Linked DNA regions of Mus musculus: region 1 is linked to region 2. A link is a contact called in public Hi-C data. All regions are on one chromosome and are shown on one strand. The core of a region is the stretch at or near the end of the contact, and the rest is flanking DNA. Distances in the headings are between cores, read along the strand shown. Region 1 holds the start of Dkk1 (dickkopf WNT signaling pathway inhibitor 1). Region 2 has its middle 60 kb from the start of Gm36319.

Region 1 (4,051 bases), core at 948-3,447, 210 kb before region 2:
GGTGAGCTGAGCTCTGCTCATTTAGAGTAGGTGTATTAATCAAGAATCATCATTACATCAGAATATGGGGAGAGAAGTGGCACATATGTGTATTTCTAGGAAAAGATACTTAACACGTTGATCATTGACATTGCTAGTAGTATGCTGAATGTGATAATATGAGCTCACCACCACCACCACATTATTCCACCATCTCCCGGCATCTATGCAAGGTTCAGATCCACTGACTGGTAGGTCTGCGTGGAGCCAGGAAAATCTGATTTATTGTTAGTTATTTGTCCCCCTTTATTATTCCTAATATTCACTTTTAAACAAAATTTTAAAACCTGTTCATTGTTTTCAAATATTTTAAAGATCTGTGGGTAACTAGCCTTGCTACACAATTGCACATATTCCTAATAAAAGCCAGATAAGTACATAGGATTTAATCCATGTTAGACTTTCAACAAACCACAGGAAATTCTTCGGGATGAATGGAGTTTGGGGTAGAATTGAGGCAACATTAAAAGTTACTTGGAAGACACTTAAGTTCTGAAATCCACCAAACAGATATTTAAATATTGTTCATAATATCCCTCCTAGCTCAACTTCAGGGTTATATTTGTACAAGACTGTCATTGGCTATTGTGGGGGTGGGGGGCTTCCTAAGAATAACTATTATAGATAAAGCGGTGTCGTGAATAATTCTAGCAGATCCAGAAGCTAAGGGGCTACAAAGGACATCTCAGCTCACCCTCTCCAACAAGGATTTCAGATCATTTCTTCCTTTTCAGTCTCATACAACAGTTGCTTGTGGTCTCAGATTTATCGATCTGTTCTTAAACATTATCCATTCACATTTCTTATCTTTTGTTATTTCATGACAACTGTCTCTTTTAGCACTGTGATGGTTGGATAAAAGACTGACTTTAATAAAAGTCATTATTACATACATTACCGCTAATTTATAAGCACGGCATTCTTATGTCCATGTTGTTTCTTATTTTACACACTGGGCGAAACCCCTTCAAATTCATTCTCTGATTTAGGTTCAGCACTTCTTTTCCAGGAGGTCCTCTGTTATCTCCCTAGAGGGTTATTCCTCCTGTCCTGTCCTGTCCTGGACGAGGTTTGATTTGGGATCAAAAGCAAGCCCTCTCCTGCTCAGCGATATGAAACACTAATGAGAAAGCCGGGAGCTAAGCCTTCGGGTTTCTTATCTTCTTCTATTAACCCACCGCTGGGAACAGGGAACCAGGGAAAGAGGACTGACCAGGCTCAGGGACCCTGTCCGCTCTGGCTCAGAGCCACTTTGATCTCATGTGTCTGCTTAATCAAGTTCATCTACTGCTGGGATTGACCAGATTCAAAGAACCACATTAAATAGTTTGATTATCGGGTGCCTATTTCCCTCTCCCCTCCATCCCTGATTTAATTTCCAAACGGCAGTCTCTCGCCTCCACCCCCAACCCCCCCAAACTCACCATCAAAAGCGAATTAGTTCTTCCCTTGGCATCCTCATTTGATGTGCAAATTTTCTTGTCTTTGCACATTTTTTTTTCTCCTGGTGTGTGTAGGGTTGGGTGGGGGGAGGGAGGGAGTGGGAAGTGGGGAAGCAACTAGACAAACTTAAAAGACAAGAACCTCATTTGCAAATCGCAACGCTAAAGGGTTAATCAGCAACTATAGGAGCCACCTGGGCTTTTCACAAAACCTTTGATGAATGGCTGCTCGCATTGTATTTAATACTGAATATTATTTGCGTGCGCAGAAAGCGAGGGTACTCATATGGGGAAGAGAAGAAACGTGGTTTTGTATATTCTATCACTTTTAACTCTGACAAGGATTTCAGACAGAACTAACCCAGCCCCACAGCAGAACACTCAAGCTCACAGAGTGCACCCTCCCGCCATTTATTTATTTATTTATTTATTTATTTATAAGTTTGGGCTAGGCTCTAATGCTCTAGTGCTCTAGTGACCCACACTCTAAGGTGAGCTGGACAAGGGGACCACAGTGCAAGGGAGGGGCGAGGGGAGAGTGTCAAAGTCCTCCCTGCTTCCGACACACAAACACTCCCCCTCCCAGCTCCTCCCAAAGCTTTGAAATCCCATCCCGGCTTTGTTGTCTTCCCTGAGGAGCTGGGAGGGCTGGGAGCCTGAGTATAAAGGCAGCCAGAGGTGGCGGTGGCGGTGCAGAGCTGTGCGCCTGGCAGCCAGAGACTCCACCAGCGGAGGTCCCGAAGTTGAGGTTCCGCAGTCCAGACTCTGCAGCCAGCCGCCGTGCAAAGTGACCTCTCTTTTCCTGACCTTTGCCTGTTTGCGTCCTTCGGAGATGATGGTTGTGTGTGCAGCGGCAGCTGTCCGGTTCTTGGCCGTGTTTACAATGATGGCTCTCTGCAGCCTCCCTCTGCTAGGAGCCAGTGCCACCTTGAACTCAGTTCTCATCAATTCCAACGCGATCAAGAACCTGCCCCCACCGCTGGGTGGTGCTGGGGGGCAGCCGGGCTCTGCTGTCAGTGTGGCGCCGGGAGTTCTCTATGAGGGCGGGAACAAGTACCAGACTCTTGACAACTACCAGGTAAGAGGGGTGCTGTGATCCCGACGGGGGTCTCAGAAAGATCTAGGTGTGTGAGATTTGGGGTGTGTTTGGAATCACTGCATTAAGAGCAGCGCGCTTAAGGGGCTTTTGAAGAGGCAGATGGGGACCTTGAAGGTGTGGGTACCAGGATGCTTGAGTTGCTCACCAGTCCGCTCCCTTCCCACAGCCCTACCCTTGCGCTGAAGATGAGGAGTGCGGCTCTGACGAGTACTGCTCCAGCCCCAGCCGCGGGGCAGCCGGCGTCGGAGGTGTACAGATCTGTCTGGCTTGCCGAAAGCGCAGGAAGCGCTGCATGAGGCACGCTATGTGCTGCCCCGGGAACTACTGCAAAAATGGTGAGTCTTGGACTCCTTTTTAAATTAGAACCACCTTGCCTTTGAGGACCCAGGAATCAAATGAAATGCTCTGGTTCTGTCAAAGCTAAGGTGGCGCCACCTGCAAACGCGTGCTCATGCAAGGGTTCTCCTGACACATCGTCACTGGCTTGTGTTTGAGCACTTGAAAGTTTATCTTTCCTTGCCTCCCTCTGTGATCTAACAACAAGACCTGAAAGTGGACCCTTCCATCAAACAATTATCTTCAGGGAGCCTTGGGGCACTTGAGAAAGGGGGAGAGGTCGTTCTGAAAGGGGAGCCAGACGTTTTTTTCTTAAGGTGGACTCTGCGTGGCTTTGCCAGTCTCTCTTTCCTCTAAGGCTATTACAACTGTTGTCAACGGGGAGCTAGAATGATTAATCTCTGCTGGCCAGCTTTTAAAAGAGATCTCTGTACCGCTTACACCCCTAGCTCTCCATCCCTTCTCCCCTTTCCCTCCACCCTCAACTACCTTCAAAGAAGTACTGCCCCCACACACACACACACACAACCACAGATCCACAAAATGTTAATGTCTCAAAGAAGTCTCCAGAAATAAACTTGAGGGGTGGCTAACTTCCTAGGTTACAGCAGCATTCCAGAGTCAACTCACTAAAATCTCCGTAATATCAAAATTATACAGTAAAGTAACTAGCGGGTGAGATCGCAGTCTTCCAGGCAGCCGGAACTGCATTGCGCAGCTAGCACCCAGAGCAGAGAAGTTATTTTTTAAGATTAATTTCTTTTAAGTGACTGGATTTCTTTTTCCTAGCCCAAAGGGTAATATTAAAATAGACAGAAAAGTCTCTACTGCCTCCACTACAATTAGTAGGAAAGCATTTAAAATGGCTATACCTGAGGCGTTCCATACGATTCGACAGTACACTCATTGATACTGCTTTCTCTGGGGAGTTTTGGTAAATAGAAAGGCAGCAACAGCAGTGAGGTAACTCACAGTGGTGTCTGTATAACCCACTGCTCCTGTCTTGGCTATTAGCAGCAACAAACTACAGCCTGAGGATTAATCACTATTTCTGGTTTTCTTAGGAATATGCATGCCCTCTGACCACAGCCATTTTCCTCGAGGGGAAATTGAGGAAAGCATCATTGAAAACCTT
Region 2 (3,840 bases), core at 175-2,674:
GATCAAAACAGACCTGTGACACTGACATGTGGGGTCATGAATTGGGAATGGCAGCACCAGATCTTTCTTAAACATGGAAACCGTGGTTCATGACTGTGTAGCACAAAGGGAACATGGTGTATCCTAGCCCTGACAAAGGGTCAGGGTTTGCAAGGTAGCCTCATACACTGGAATGCTTACACACACACATACACACACACACACACACACACACACACACACACAGACGAAGAGAGCAAAAAAGTGAGTGAGAGAGAGAGATCTTTAATAACCATTACTATTTATTAGCCTTGACAAGGTAATATCGCCAAGCATTTTTTATTTTTTATTTTTATTTTTTTTTAACTCATGTATACCAAGCCATCTAACTTAGTTCTCACTGAAAGCATGGGGGAACTTTCTCCTAGTTAACAACACCTCATATGTATCTGCGACACAATCTCATTTTGTTCTCAAAATGCTGAGACAGATGTAATTACCACGTAAGGCACCGGAAGATGCTGACAGTGCACAAGTCTGGGTGCAGCTAGGTGATGGTGGGAAGAGATTCCCGTCCCTGACCATGCCTACATTCCTTTAACCTGAGGCTCGAAAGACTTTGCCTTCTTAGCTTTCAACCTCTTTAATATGGAGGGTTGGGGGGAAAACCAAACCTACTTAGGTGCAATTCTTTCAAGTCTCATTTGTATAATTATAATCACCATTCTACATACTATTGGGGTTTGATGGACGTTAAATACGGTAAAAGATAAAATTCTGTAGAACACTGACAGGCGTGTAAGCGATTTGATTGAGACAAACCAGAGTATGTTTCTTGGATTGTTTGTTTATTTGGTTGATTGGGTGGGTAAGTGGGTGGGGGGCTGGGGTTTTGTTTTGGTCTTTTGGGGAGATAGGGTGTTGTTAATTAAGGATTTCAGAAAAAGAAAATAACAGGATATAACTTCAGCCTTTTTCACCAGGGTTTAAATAATGTATAGTCCAGTTTGTAATTATTTTAACCCAAATGTTCTCCGCTTGTCTTAGTGCTTCTTTTTCTATCAGACTCCAGATCTTTTGTTACTCAGAGAATGTTGGTTAAATTGTTCTCTTCTGGTGGCTGCTGGCCAGGCAACATTCATAAAAGGAAAGACTAAAGTTAAAAAAGAAAAAACTCGCTAAAGCTACTCTAAACAGGAGGTAATGCATGCATAACAAAATGCATGGGAAATTTAATCTCTGTTAAAAATGACATAGTATTTATTAATGGAAACATTTTCAAGCCTAACAGCTAAGTATAAAGCCAGATGAGCTGTCGCTGCCTTAGGTCTCTCTGTTAGTGTTTTCTTAAGTATAAGCTTGTTCTTCCTGTGGCTCAGCAAACATTTCCTTATCTGAGAATTAAGGGACCAATGGGAGAGATAACCTAATAAGGCGAGCACTTAGGTAGACTTGAAAAGTTCCCTGTCAGAATCACTTCCTTTGTGACCAAGAGCATTGAGAACAGGCAAACTGTTGTAATGCTAGATCTTATTACAAATATATTATGAAGAAGCCTATCTGGTTTAGTGAAATGAGAGAGATACGATCTTTCTGATAATTTCATGCCTGTCACTTGAATATATGTATACCAGTAATCTGATAAACTCTGCCATAAATTTTTTTAAAAAATTGTTAGACTGCAGTTTACGTAAATAGCAAAAGTTTACTTAAAGATGTAAGTTAGTGAACAATTGCTTTCTACCATAACAATGTATACAGGCGAGCTAAATCCAAAGATCTTTTATTAAACTTTACCAAACTATGCTGATAGTATATTTATGTCCACTCTCCTTTCATTAAATATTGAATGTACAGTCCCCACATTAATTATAACTGTTTTGCTCTTTTAAAGAAAAAGAGTGTGCTATTGTCTCTTCTAAAAGAAAATCAAATTTATGAGGTGATTCTATATTTGTTCCCTGGAAGCAGATTCTCTTTGTAATATCTCTGTGGCTTCACTTTATAGACTTACAGGAAGGGGATCTTGTTGCTGTTGCTTTAAGACAAAATCTCATGCAGTAAGGCTGGCCTTGAACTCACTCTGAAATTAATGTTGGCATTGAACACTTGGTACTTCTTCCTCTATTACCCAAGTACTGGGGTTACAGATACTAAGCACCACTATGCCTAGTGCTTGCCTGAGATTCTTAGTCTTCCTGCGTCTTCTTCTGCTCTCTTCTTCGAGGCCATCTGTCAAGGACAGTGTGGAAGAGAAGTGGCATTTGTGACCTTGAATGTCTAACAAGTGTGCAGGTATACTAATTTTTCTCTCTCTCTTGGCCATTAACTCTCAGGGCATGATGCTGTTTTATCCCTTCTTGTAAATTACATTTTGGGAAATTCCATATCTGGGGGTTGTAACAAAACAGTCCCTCCCAGTCTTTTGACAGGAAAAGTTGAATTCTGCTGTCTCCTCTTCCCCTATAGTTCCCTTCTCTTCATGTTTTCCCAGAAGTGCTTTTCATCCCAGTCTTGTCTAAGGGCGTCTTAACCCTTTAATACCAAGAGCCATCGATGAGTGGTAATGATGGAGCCCAAAATATGACTTAAGCCTAAGTCTCTAGTCAATTAAGGAAAATCTAAATATATACACCTTAGCACTGGAGGAAAACTGCCTGCCTATGATTTTTTTGTTTTTTGGGTTTTTTTTAAATTCATTAATCTGTTTTTATAGTCCAGTCTTTATCCACCTCCCAGTCTCCTCTCTAACTGTTCCTCATCCCATACCTTCTCTCCCTACCCCATCTCCAAGAGGATGTCCCCACCCCACCAGACCTCCCCACTCCCCAGGGCCTCAAGTCTTTCCAGGGTTAGGTGCATCTTCTCTCACTGAGGCTAGACCAGGCAGTCCTCTGCTGTATATGTCAGGGGCCTCATATCAGCTGGTGGATGCTGCCTAGTTGGTGGCTCAGTGTCTGAGCCATCTCCTGGTCTTCCTATGTGGTCACCCTCCTCCTCATCTTCTTCCAGCTTTTCCCTAATTCAACCATAGGGGTCCCTGGTTTCTGTCCATTAGTTGGGTGTAAGCATCTGCATCTGACTGTTTCAGCTGCTTGTTGGGCCTCTGAGGGAGAGGGGCAGCCATGCTAGCCTTCTGTCTGTAAGCACACCATAGCCTCAGTAATAGTGTCAGGCCTTGGAGCCTCCCGTTGAGCTGGGCACCTATTTGAGCCTGTCACTGAACCTCCTTTCCCTCAATCTCTTTTCTATATTTGTCCCTGCAGTTCTTTAAGGTATTGAGGGTGGAGGGGAACAGGACTGCAGCCCTGAGGGCCAGCAGAAAGAATGGAAACAGGCAACCTCGGGAGGTAAGAGGTGGGGGGACCCTCTAGAATGTACCAGAGACCTGGAAGGTGAGAGATTCTCAGGACTCAAAGGGAGGAACCTTAGATGAAATGTCCAACAGTGGGAAAAGGGAACTTGTAGAGCCTCCCTCTAGTAGAAAAGACAGGGCATCAAGTAGAGGGATGAAGCTGCCATCCCACAGTCAAAAACTCTGACTCAGAATTGTTCCTGTCTAAAAGAATTGCCTCTGTTTTTATCTGCTCTCCCCATTCTGGATCCTTATGTCACACTCTAACAACTTTTGATCTAATGATTTACCAGTGTTTATGGTAGTCTCCATCACAAGTTGCAATTTAAGTGGAGTATGCATGGAGAGACCCTCTTAGGAGAGAGGCATAAAGATTGAACTTAATGAGTTATAAGAGGAATTTAAATGGCAGCTTTGCTCCTCCCCAAACGCTAAGGTTTTGTTTTACCCTCTCTTCTCAATTCATATGTTGAGATCTCAGCCATGGTGTGATAGAAATGGGGAGG

What was found. A called contact is a pair of places that touch in the nucleus more often than the background predicts.
Region 1: a Hi-C map of the N1E-115 cell line shows a contact between it and region 2, with 4 times the contacts expected there. A contact is called at or near these places in 11 of 39 promoter capture datasets (3T3-L1-derived adipocytes, the HPC-7 cell line, HPC-7-derived erythroid cells and 7 more), 9 of 484 Hi-C or Micro-C datasets (the G1E-ER4 cell line, the HL-1 cell line, the HPC-7 cell line and 5 more), 19 of 130 datasets of targeted methods (the G1E-ER4 cell line, the NIH/3T3 cell line, bone marrow-derived dendritic cells and 11 more) and 2 of 9 other capture datasets (adipose tissue and liver).

Annotation. Positions count from the first base shown.
Region 1 is chr19:30,547,642-30,551,692 of GRCm38.p6, reverse strand. Dkk1 (dickkopf WNT signaling pathway inhibitor 1) reads left to right here and starts at 2,197. Exons shown (of 4, transcript NM_010051.3): 1 at 2,197-2,559; 2 at 2,747-2,915; 3 at 3,981-4,051. The coding sequence starts at 2,314.
Region 2 is chr19:30,333,290-30,337,129 of GRCm38.p6, reverse strand. No RefSeq gene overlaps it. Among named protein-coding and RNA genes, the nearest start is that of Gm36319, 60 kb to the left of the region's middle.